Linked DNA regions of Zea mays: region 2 is linked to region 1. Evidence: chromatin contacts called from public Hi-C data. All regions are on one chromosome and are shown on one strand. Each heading gives the region's core, a stretch centred on a gene start, on an enhancer-like site or on the middle of the called end of the contact. The rest is flanking DNA. Distances are from core to core; before and after follow the strand shown.

Region 1 (6,221 bases), core at 2,500-4,999:
ATATCCAATTCATGTGATATAGGAATAACCGAACAAGCCCTTACAGGTCCGTCGGTGAGGACATCTATCGTACCGGTAAATTTGTTGTCCTGCAAATAACTGAGGATATAGCACCAGTCATCATTGTGATTTGGAGTTTTCAGTACTTATTTTGGATTGTGAGCAATGGATTTGTAATGATTAATGAAGAATAGGGAGAATGTTCTCACAGTGTGCTCAAACCTGTCAAGTAGCTGAAGCCATTTGGGAAATGGAGTAAGGCAAAGCAATTTGGGAAATGGAGTAAGGCAAAGCAATTTGGGAAATGGAGTAAGGCAAAGCTCCAACGAAGTCGTTTTTCTCAAGATTTCTGCAGGTCAAGTGTTCTGTCAGCACTTCAAGAAAGATTGATTAACAAAAGGGGAAAAAAGGCAGTCCTAGAGCATGGAGGATCGAGAGACTGTAAAAGGGGAAAAAAGTGTTGAGTGTTGATCGAGAAACTGTAAAAGTCAGGTGAGTAGGCACGGTGGCTGATACCTAGAGACCTTGTTCAACGGTCGCTCAAAACTCCACCTCGCCAGAGCCCATCCTCAGACGGAGGCAGAACTTGGGAGAAATCCTCGTCTCGCTCGAGGTCCCCTCTTCACGGAACGATAATATCTACCTCGCCCGAGCTCGTCTCGGACAAGAGGACAACCCCAAGCCCAGCACTCAGTCAAAGGCCTGGGAACCGTGGAGATGTGTTCATTTAATGCGACGATTCAGATATCTACCCCACGTGACGCCGCAGTCAAACAGGGAGTGATGGGATCGTGGTCCCACCTACTTTCGCCAACCACGACGACGCACGCTCGAGAATAACGCACACTGCTCCTCCACTCCGGCCATTGTTCCCGAACAACTTCGGATGGGACATGCACGCGTCTGAGCATAGTCTCACCCTTGGGAGAGCACTCCGCCTCACCCGAAGATGGCTTCAACCTCAAGAGAAGTCTCTGCCTCGCCCGAGCTCGGCCTCAGCCAGCTACCCCGGCAACAACTCCCCGTGAATCCCGCATGAGGCCACTCCGATGACTGTACTAACCACTCCCTGCACGACTGCATGCCCCGGCGCAGGTTCGACCAAGGTCTCGGCCTCGGTAACATCGACGAAAGGACGCCCGACGACACCAACCCCTCCGCGGAGACTGCTAACAAAGGGATGGCTACAGAAAACTATAGGGCCAATGTCAAGTTCGCTTTACGCTATACGGGGTGAATTACCACACACTCTTCACCATACTTATCATTGTTTCAACAACTACGACTCGGACAACACATCCACCCGATAGGCTCGGGTACGCATTGAGAGCACCTAGAGGGGGGTGAATAGGTGATCCTGTAAAATCAAAGACTAAATAGCCACAAACTTGATTAAAGTGTTAGTTCGACTAAGTTTGAAGCGAGTCCTTGCGAACACAATAATCACAGAGAAAGCAACACAAGAGACACATAATTTTTATCCCGTGGTTCGGCCAAGTAACACTTGACTACTTACACGTTGTGTTAATCTGGAAAGAAAATGATCAGACATAAAATTAGTGAACACACCTTCTGATCACCTTCTGACCTGCATGTCCGCCACTGTGTATGCGGTTGCCCTGATGGATGGGAGGTTTACTTTATCTGTTGCAGGCTTGTCATTTTCTTCAGCTCCTTTGCGGTGGGTGAGAGTGAGACAGCACGGATGGGCCTCAGCTCTGAAGAACAGTATCGGTTGAGCTAGGAAATATATGACTATATAGCTGATGTTATTCATTTAACTACACATTTCCAAATATTATATTATATAATTGATACTCTAAACAAACAGTCTTAAATAAAATGTTATTAATTGTAAAGTTATGTATTCGTCGAGTATTTTAATTTTAATGTTAACTTCATCTGCATTTGGCACTGTGAATCATCTGAAACCTAATCTAAAAACGTATATTGCATATTTGAACTTGCAATCCATCTCATATCAAAAGGTTATTAACTATAAAGTTTTGAATATCTTTAAACTATAAATTTTGATATAAAGTTTATCTTAATCTAATGCTAGATAAAAAATTATTATTTTTTGTGCAAAATAGGTTATCATTATCGATTCATAGCCACAAACCGACAATGATAAATGGACTATATCACTATTAGTTAGAGCCATACAACTCTAGCGATAGTTCACCTGTCACTGCAAGTGTACTAACCATGAACACTGTCGGCTCCGCCATAATCAATAACGACGGTTCAATAGTGACTGAATGTTTTGACAGTGCGTGACATGCCACAACGCTACGGGCCTACGACATGTATGGAATTAGGGCTAAGACTCAGCTAGTATGACCCGTGGTACAAGGTAGTTCAGTAGTTGTCGCCATGCTTCTTCCTAGAGAAGAGGGCGATGATGGAGAGACGAGGATGACATGGGATGATGGGAGGCGAATTGAAGCAGCGTGGATCCAACTATGACCTCCAATAGCGATGTGTTGCACAAAATGACGGCTGCGATTTGGAAAGTTCTTTCTTGTGTCGATGACAATGTGGATGAAGTGTGCTTACATATATCAAAAACCTAAAGTGCTAGCTAGTTCTTTTTTGAATGGAAAATGCTATGCGCACGACCAGAATAGTCGACTGTTGTACAACCAGTAAATATCCACCATTGGTTGAATGTGATCTTGAATAAAAATACGGTTTTAAATGATGTTTTTTGAAGTCTTGGTTGGTTCTTCAACGTTGATGTCCCGTATTCTCTGGTTCCGTATTTTCAACGTTGACCTTCACAAAGTTGAAGTTTGAGCATAGAAGACCTTCGCAAAGTTTGGGACATGTTGAAAGAGTTTGATTATTCAAAAGCATAGCTCAATAGTGCCAAAGCAGGAGTTTTGGACTCAGTCCGTGAACTCAGTGTTTCCACTGACACTATAATCTTCCGTATCATTTATCTCCGAATTTATGATGTTTATGACTTTGGTACCTTAAAAAAAAAGATAAAGAGTAATCTGCGGTGCGGGGAACATTTTCGCTATAGTGTTCAAAGACTGTGTCCGCTTAGAATTTGCATTTTCAGTGCTCACTCATATGCCGGCCCTGCTCTGGCGCTGGCGCCTGCTGCCTCGTCGCGGCCGCCGCGACGACGACGTCCCTGCCGCTGCCACCCTTGACCGCGCGCACGTGCCAGCGCCGCTCGTGCCCTCGCGCACCCTTCCTGAGCAGAGGTCCGAGTCCGAAGCCGCCCTCATTGCCCCTTTGGCCTTTTAAGCCATGGCGGTCGTATCTCTCCCCTTCTCAGGAATCCCCGCAAAAGTTCGCTCTGGGTTCGCCCTCGCCTCTCCCACGTGCGCCAGAGACGGTGAGCCTACCTCACCCTCGCTCTCGGTCCGCTGTCGCCGCAGTGCAGCCGCCCGCCGGACACGCAGCTAGCCGGGCGGGGCCCCTCGCACGCACCGGTCGTTGTTGCCTGCATTGGGTGCGGCCGGACGCGGGGAGGCCCTCCACGCCCCCGGCGTGGTTGCCGTGGCCGGCCTGCTCCTCGTCCCTGCTCGTGTGTGTTTGGCAGGGGCTCGCGTAGGGACGAAGAGATCTTTTGAGGAGACTTTTGTAAAGTCGCGTACGAGGAGAAGTTTCTCATTTTGGACAAAATAGTTTGCTAGTTTCGCGGGGTCCTTTATGCATTTTTGCGTGGGGCAGCGTGATGGGCCTTGCCAGCCGCCTTGTGGGATTCTGCCCTGGCCGCACGGGCCTTTTGCACGTCTCGTTCTGGGCCGGCTGCGCAGCGTGCATGGGCCATGGCCTGCACCAGGTCCGGACCCGTTCTGGTTGGAGGAGTTTACTTTCCTTTTCCTTTTTAAGTTGAAGAACTTCTAAAATTCAGCAAAGGTCGCTGAAAATATTTAAAAATGGAAAACATTTTTTGAGTTTCTCATGAATGTATTTATGCAGTATGTTTACAATATCCTGTTTTTTAATATGAAAGTTTTGTTGTAAATGTAAATAAATGGTTTTAGGTTCTCAATTCGTAGATATAGCTAGGGTAATTCAAAAGCAGTGTAATTTTTATGGTAGAATAGTATAAAGATGTATGGGCTATACTTTTTTTCTTTTCTTTTAAATGTATAGCTACTTTTTATTAGTTATTTTAAATATGCTTGTTTAATGGCTTTAAAGTAATTAAAATATCTAAAAATTGAAAAAAATGTTTTCCTCTATGTATTATACTTTGTGTTATGTCCCATAAACCCATAATATGCCGTAGGTGTTTACTAAATATTAAGCTAGAGATGCATCATGTGATCACATGTCTTTTGTATTCAATAATTGAATTAGTTGTAGCAATTATTTTGTTTTCAAAATTATAAAATATATGTAGTACGTAGATATGTTTAGTTGAGATGTACCTTCCATAAAAGTTTCGTATCCTAAATAGATGTTTGGTACACCATATTTTTTAATAGTTTTTGTTTAATTAATTAAGTATGATGAATGTTTGATAGTAAGCATATATAAATGATCTCTATGTTGTTTGTGCTATATTTGACTAAGCTAAGTATTTTTAACTTTGATTAGTAGTAGATGAGTTCATATCATGTGTTTTTAACTTGCTCTTGTATGTTTTATGTAAAACTGGTTATTTTGATAAGTTATGCTATGTTGTTAATAACCGACTCACGAGTATGTTCTCATGCGGGAGGATGGGAGTGGAAATGTTGAATACCCTAGTCAACCATGATGAGTGGTTTGTCCTATTGTGTTTGTGTATGCATGTGTATATGGTTGTTTGATTGAAGTATGCATTGTAGTTTTGCATATCATTTAGAAACTATGATGAATCGATGGATTGATTGATGGACTATGTGGTCAAACTAGAAGATGATGTAATGGTGACTCAGTTCTGACGATGGTGGTGGATCGTGCCTCAAAGATGGGCAATAACTAATTTTGCATAATACAATCTTATCCAGCAAGCACCAATGCATAACCCTATTTTACCGGTACTTATTATTTATGTTGTTTGTGCATCAAGTTATATGAGTCGATTTAAACTCACCCACATAATTATTCTATCATATGAGTCTTACTAGCATGGTAGGAATCGTTAGTATGCCATACGAAGGATCCACAGTAGAAGTCGAGTGATGGGATGTCACTCATGAGAGATAGGTCCTGGTTATATTGCTACTACTATCACATGGGTTTGTAGATGGATAATAATTAGAGATCGACTAAGACTGGAGACTTTGATTGTTGACTTTGTTGGGCAATAAAGTATGGCTTTGGTTGCATTGGTCCTACTTATGTCGATTAATAATAGTCTATTGGTGGCCATGTGGCAAGTTTAAATGTATTGAACACATAACAATGGTCCAAGTACTTCCCAATGACTCAAGATCCTAAATAGTTTATTGGAGTGCTTCAATATACATTAGAAGAGTTGTTAGAGAGGCGGGAATATCCACGGTAAAACTTATGAAGGGGTCTCATCGCTGAATAGCGTGGTGGGCCTCATAGGGTGGGTTGCTTGGGATGGTCGGACACTTTCAGACCTATGTCATATGCTAGGAACGATAACCTTATACTTGCTTGAAGCGTTCCAATCCTCTGGGACTCAAATGTGATACAATTACTAGTCCCAAGAGGCTAGTAAACACATTTATACATCAGATGATTCCAGATCTGCTTAAACGAGACAAACCTATAAAGGTGGTGATCAACTTTAAGAGTTGGTCCACAACTCGGGACATATCATCAGAGTGGGGCTGAAGCAACCCGATATACGCAGCGAAGCAAATCAACGGTCCAACAACCATAGGCATGGTTGGGAACAGGCGTAAGTCTTACCCGATCAGCGATCTCCTTCTCTGAAAAACAACAAATAAGCAAGGGTGAGTACTTATGTACCCAGCAGCCCATCTTCACCCATGGAATGGGGAAATCAGATATAATGTATGTGGAGCTCAGGATATTTTATAGAAAGAACAATATTTGATGCTGGGTTATTTTGTAAAACATTTTGTATTTTTCAAAGCACATACTATCCCAAAGGAGCAGGAAGTTTTTCAATATAGAACAAAATCCCCTCGACTAAACCATCTAGGTATCTCAGCAGTTTCCCACTGGTTTTCATTTTCAAAAACAGCTACTGGACTTCCTGTCCACCATAGCTCACGGCTCGACCGCTGGACCTTTTAAAACCACTTTCCAAAAGCATTTTGGAAAACAAA
Region 2 (6,221 bases), core at 2,413-4,912, 140 kb after region 1:
TGTTCTCTGGACTAGGCGTCAATTTTTGGAAAAGTCAGGGGCTCTGGCGCAAGATTACCGAGACTCAGTGAATAGGGTTCTCTGGATGGCGGGTTGATTTGTGATTTCTTCGGGGTCTCTTTAGTAAATAAGCCAAACGAAGGGGTATCGGTGAATCTGAGCCGCTAGATCTTACTCTGAGGGTCGCGATTAGATGGCGCATTATGTGAACCGGTATACAAACGTGACCGTTGGATCCGAAGCCAACGCCCAAGATCCAACCACGACAGTGCCCACTCCCAGCCCTCGGATGCACGACTTGCGGCCTAGATTTAAAGTGCTAAAAGGGTATATCTACGGTTTGATCCCAGCCGTTCAGATCAAATCAATGGACGTGCCTTGTCTTCAACCCTGGAAGCCAGATGCGGTGGTGACCGACCCAGAGACGATTTCGCGGCGGCGCGCCATGGCTAGAGGTCGTATGCTCCGCGCCCTAGGCTCTAATACTTGATACGACTGATTCTACACAAAGCCCTCTCTATTACGACCCTGCTAGCCTACTTCTCCACCCTGATCATCATGCCCAGACTGCTAACCACGGTCTCTACGACACTACGATGTTGCCATGACCGTCGATGAGCAATACTCGATGCCTGGCAGCCCAAACAAATCACCACGAGGTGCGCAACAACCCAGATTGTGCGGTGAACTAAAGGGGAGAGGATTTACCGGATAAAGGAGTGCAGACACCCCTTTTTCACGACACAGGGTGGATCCATTGCTCCGGCGAGGAGCAACCGGTCTGTTGACTGCCCCACCTCGCACGGAACGCCGCCCAACTCCCCAGGCATGATCACACAAAGCTCCCTGACACAGCCCCAGGCTCCAAACGACTACGCAGAAGGGTTGCCCAACAACGACACTCTTTTCTCTCTCGGGTCGGCGGCGCGGATGACTTTCTCCCGGTTCTCTCTCTGCGCTCTACGGTGATATGACTCTCGGCGTTTAGGTACGGTTCAAATCAACGAGCCAAGGACACAGGGGGGAAATTTATATCTCCACGGTGGCAGCCAAAGCTTAACCATCCCGAAGACGCGGACCTAGCCGAAATTATCGACGCCATCACGCACGAATCCCGGTCCACGCCCGCGTGAGGAGGACGGAGGGGGTGCTGACACCGGGGGCCCATCCGTCCGCGGGGGAATCGGTCAGGCGCAAGTGCGCATCCGCACGGAACATGCGCGTGGAGTCGCGCAGCTAGTGGAGATCGCAGCGCAGGAAGCGGAGAGGCTGTTGGGGAGGAAGAAGACGACTCGAACGCAGAGTGTGACGTGTGGGACCCGGCTGACAGAGAGAGCGGTGGAAGAAAAACATGGACGTAAGCGTATGACTGCCAGGTGGGACCCTCAGGTCGGCGCCGAGTTGAGGGGTGGAGGCTGGGCCGCGCGGTGTAGTGATGTAATGGGCCGAACGCATGAAGTTGGCCCAACTGCATTTTTTTTATTTTCTGTTTTCCCTTTCTCATTTTAAATTTAAATTCCAAACTCAAATCTTGTGATAAATGTTCCTCAGATTAAAAATACAATTTGAACATACCCAATCTGTGATGAATTTATTTATTTATAAATTTATTTTGTGTTATGTAATATTTCTTCCTCCACTGCTAAGTTCTAGATTTTCTTTTAATTTCTAAATTCTCCTTTGGAACTTTAATATATTTCTTTTCATATGATGTTTATATTGTCACAAGATGCACACAAAAAAATGAAAACCAGCATGATGCATAATTTAGGGACATATATCTTATTAATTAATTTGTTTTTTTTAATTATGGTGTTCACATGTGATGGTGCATAAAGGTCACAAAATACTGAGTTCATCTCTATCTTCACTTTTACGCTTTTGGGTATTACACTTTTGCAAAGTTTAAACTGATGGATTATATAATGGTAAGTGCATAACTTTTTCTATTATATAAATATATGTAACTTTCTATCTTTAACGTATACAACTTTATATCTAACTTTCTATCTTTCACGTACATACCATTCTATATTTAACGCAAGTTTTATTATTATTATTATTTTCCCGGCCGATCCCCCATCCCCTCATCACCTCTGCTTCCGCGAAACAACGCTCCGAATTCAACAGTGCCTAAATTAAGTGACAGAACCCTAAACTTTCATATGACTACTATATAGCATGTGTTACACACGATCCCGAGGAGATGATCGATGATGGCGGTGGAGCAAGTGAGGAGAGGGGGAAGGGAAGGGAAGGGAAGGGAAGGGATGAGGGATGATTCATATAAAGTAGTTCATGGGGAAGGGAGATGAGTTATTCAACTATCTGGACCGTTGATTTTGATAGTGTGTTAAGTTTGAGTACAATATGTTAGGTGAATTTAGTGGGGATAATGAGTATGGGGTGATTTGGTTGTGTGATTTTTGCAAAGTTTAAACTGATGGATTATATAGTGGTAAGAGCATAACTCTTTTCTATTATATAAATATGTGTAACTTTCTATCTTTAACGTATACAACTTTATATCTAACTTTCTATCTTTCACGTACATACCATTCTATATTTAACGCAAGTTTTATTATTATTATTATTTTCCCGGCCGGTCCCCCATCCCCTCATCACCTCTGCTTCCACGAAACAACGCTCTGAATTCAACAGTGCCTAAATTAAGTGACAGAACCCTAAACTTTCATATGACTACTATATAGCATGTGTTACACACGATCCCGAGGAGATGATCGATGATGGCGGTGGAGCAAGTGAGGAGAGGGGGAAGGGAAGGGAAGGGAAGGGAAGGGATGAGGGATGATTCATATAAAGTAGTTCATGGGGAAGGGAGATGAGTTATTCAACTATCTGGACCGTTGATTTTGATAGTGTGTTAAGTTTGAGTACAATATGTTAGGTGAATTTAGTGGGGATAATGAGTATGGGGTGATTTGGTTGTGTGATTTTTGCAAAGTTTAAACTGATGGATTATATAGTGGTAAGAGCATAACTCTTTTCTATTATATAAATATATGTAACTTTCTATTTTTAACGTATACAACTTTATATCTAACTTTCTATCTTTAACGTACATACCATTCTATATTTAACACAAGTTTTTTTATTATTTTCCCCACCGGTCCCCCTTTCTCTCATCACCTGTGCTTCGACGAAACCACGCTCTGAATTCAAAAGTTTAGCGCTGCTAAAAAGCAGTGCAACTGACATCCGGGCACATTGAATGAGTAGAGAAAGCGCTGTAGAAACGTACGCCTTGACCGGCTGAGGCGCAACGCAAGCAGCGCGGCTCCAAGCTGGCGCCACCCGCGAACTGCGTCTGCAACCAACGGCGTCGGCTCTAGCTCACGCTCAACTCGAGCACGCGGACTCGCCTCGCGCTCAACGTGAGCATATGCATGGGCCGCCCGGCATCTCTTCTCTGGCTGGTCCTGTCCTGTCATCAAACCTGACCTGACCACTCTCCGGCTCCGCTCGTTGGAACGGCGGCACACACGACATCACGGTGTCGCGTACGTGAGGCTACACCGTTGGATTGGTTGGTAGGTCAGTTCACCGACGGCCGTGATTAACTGATTCAGGATTCTTTTACAAATTAATTAAAACGAGAGAGATATAGCCACGTTAACACTATGTTGTGTTATTAATTAAACAAAAGCCATTATATTTCCCCCTTCTGAGTTTCCCTATTTATAATCATCCTCTATCTTGGCCCCATCGCGCGGCTCAGCTTTCCAGATTTCCTCCGGCGAGAGAGAGGAACCAGTAGTAAAACACAAGATACATAGATGCTACGACTGTGCTAGTGAGCTGTGAGATCGAGAGAACACACTCTCCAGCAGCACGGCAACATGTCTTGCATAGGTTCCTCTTGCACCGCAACCAACAAGGTAATATACATGAGAAACACTTCTGCCGCTCTCGATGGATCCGTGCGTGCGTAGAACGAATTTCTACCACAGTATAGTAGCTGGTTCATATTCATCCATATCTAGATGTTTATTTGTGCTCTATAAATCCAGGCAATATATAGCTTCTGATCTCCTTGAAAAAGGGTCTCTATCCCTCTTGAGCGACTTTTTTCCCCATCCTAGTATGTTAGGCTATAAATTCATCATGGCTTATATGATTGTTTTTTTTCTAAGTTTAGTTTCAGATCTCCGGTTTCCCTCGTGGACGTATGAACCGTAGTACACGTGTGCAATCGACAGCTCTGGATCATGTTGCCGAAACGTTTCTTGCGCGTTATTATGTTCGTACATGTTTTGCGTTTCAGGTACACGTGTGTAATCGACAGCTCTGGATCGTGTTGCCGAAACATTTCTTGCACGTTATCATGTCCATACATGGTTTGCGTTTTAGGTACTAATGGGATATTTCAACTAGAGCCACGTACGCAACAATAACGGTTAACGGTCTCTAGTTTTTGGATCCGTGCGACTTCTTTTACCTAGCTAGTTTTTAGTTAGTAATGCCCCACAAGGTTATCATGGGTATCTATCTAGATCTAAAATTGTTAACCGGTGCTTTCTATGAGCGACCTTTTTCTATTCCAATTTCATTCAACTGTAGGTCCACCATGGCATATATATGTTTGTTTCCTAAGTTTAGTTCAAGATCTACTTTTTTTCTCATGAGCATGTATGGGTCGTGGTACACGTGTGTAACCAATTATTTTGGAACGTGCTATTAAAGGGTTTCTTATGCGTTGTCGTGTTCATACATGTTTGTGTTTCAGGTAGTAAGGGATATTTCGACCATATATAGGCACATATGCAACAATAACGGTTGTAACGGCCTCTGGTTTTTGGATCCTTGCAACTTATTTCAACTGTTTTTAAAACTAAAGCCACTACAACTGTTTTTGTTGCATATGTGCTTCTGGTTTAAGGATCCCTAGTCATTACCTAAAATACAAACATATGTACGGACACAATAACACATAAAAACCCTTTAATAGCACATTCCAAAACAATTGGCTACACACGTGTACCATGGTTCATATGTGCTCATGAGAAAAAGGTCTTGAACTAAACCTAGGAAACAAACATATAAGCCATGATGGATCTACAGTCCAACAAAAATAGAATATAAAAAGGTTGCTAGTAGAAAGCACTATTTAACAGTTTTAGATCTAGATAGCACTCATTAACAATTTTAGATCTAGATAGATACACATGCTTTAGTTTTCGGATCCGTGCAACTTATTTTACCTATTTTTTAAAATAAAGTCCCGCAAAGTTATCATAGGTATCTATCTATATCTAAAATTATTAATTCTTGCTTTCTTTCAATGGCTTATTTTTATCCTAGTTTTATTAGACTGTAGATTCCTCGTGGCATATATGGTTGTTTTTAATTTCAAATATCTAGTTTTCCTCATGGACATATGAACCGTGGTACACGTGTGTAACCAATTGCTCTAGATTGTGTTGTGAAAACGTTTCTTACACGTTATCATGTCCGTACATGTTTGCGTTTCAGGTAGTAAGGGATATTTGAACTAGAGCCACATATGCAACAATAACGTTTAACGGTCTCTGGTTTTTGGATATGTGCAACTTCTTTTACCTGTTTTCTTAGTAAAGTCCCACAAGGTTATCATGGATATCTATCTAGATCTAAAATTGTTTATTAATGCTATCTATATCTAAAAGTGTTAATATATGCGTTTTCTAAGCGACAACTTTTTATTCTAGTCTTGTTCGACTCTAGTTTCTTATTTGTTTGTTTCCTAAGGTTAGACCAAGATCTACTTTTTCTGTCATGAACATGTATATGAAGCATGGTACACGTGCGTAACCAATTATTTTAGAACGTGCTATTAAATTGGTTTTATGTGTTAGTTTGTACATGTTTGTGTTTTAGGTAATAATTAGAGATATTTAAACCAGAGGCATCTATGCAACAATAACGGTTGTAACGACCTCTAGTTTTTGGATCCATGCAACTATTTATCTTTTTTAAATAAAGTCCCACAAGGTTATCACGGGTATCTATCTGGATCTAAATTTGTTGATTGGTGCTATCAAGATCTAAAATTGTTAATCGATGCTTTCTCTAAGTCATCTTTTTGTTCCAATTTCGTTTGACTGTAGATCTGTCATGTATGAACCGTGGTACACGTGTGTAACCAATTGTTTTGGAATATTCTATTAAAAGGTTTCTTATGCGTTATCGTTCATACATGTTGATGTTTCAGATAATAATTA

Evidence for each region. A called contact is a pair of places that touch in the nucleus more often than the background predicts.
Region 2: a contact with region 1 is called in a Hi-C map of tassel, with 2.2 times the contacts expected there. The contact joins the promoter of LOC103636044 here to the enhancer-like site in region 1. A contact is called at or near these places in 5 of 25 Hi-C or Micro-C datasets (endosperm, leaf and tassel).

Annotation. Positions count from the first base shown.
Region 1 is chr1:69,565,347-69,571,567 of Zm-B73-REFERENCE-NAM-5.0, forward strand. No RefSeq gene overlaps it. Among protein-coding and RNA genes, the nearest start is that of LOC103636014, 8.4 kb to the left of the region's middle. Within about 2 kb of position 3,750, at least 18 of the 20 cell types and tissues checked have an H3K27ac peak or open chromatin away from gene starts, as enhancers often do. A contact at or near this core is called in endosperm, leaf and tassel, where this site is marked.
Region 2 is chr1:69,702,336-69,708,556 of Zm-B73-REFERENCE-NAM-5.0, forward strand. LOC103636044 (PLATZ transcription factor family protein) reads left to right here and starts at 3,663. Exons shown (of 4, transcript XM_008658404.4): 1 at 3,663-3,899. The coding sequence starts at 3,861.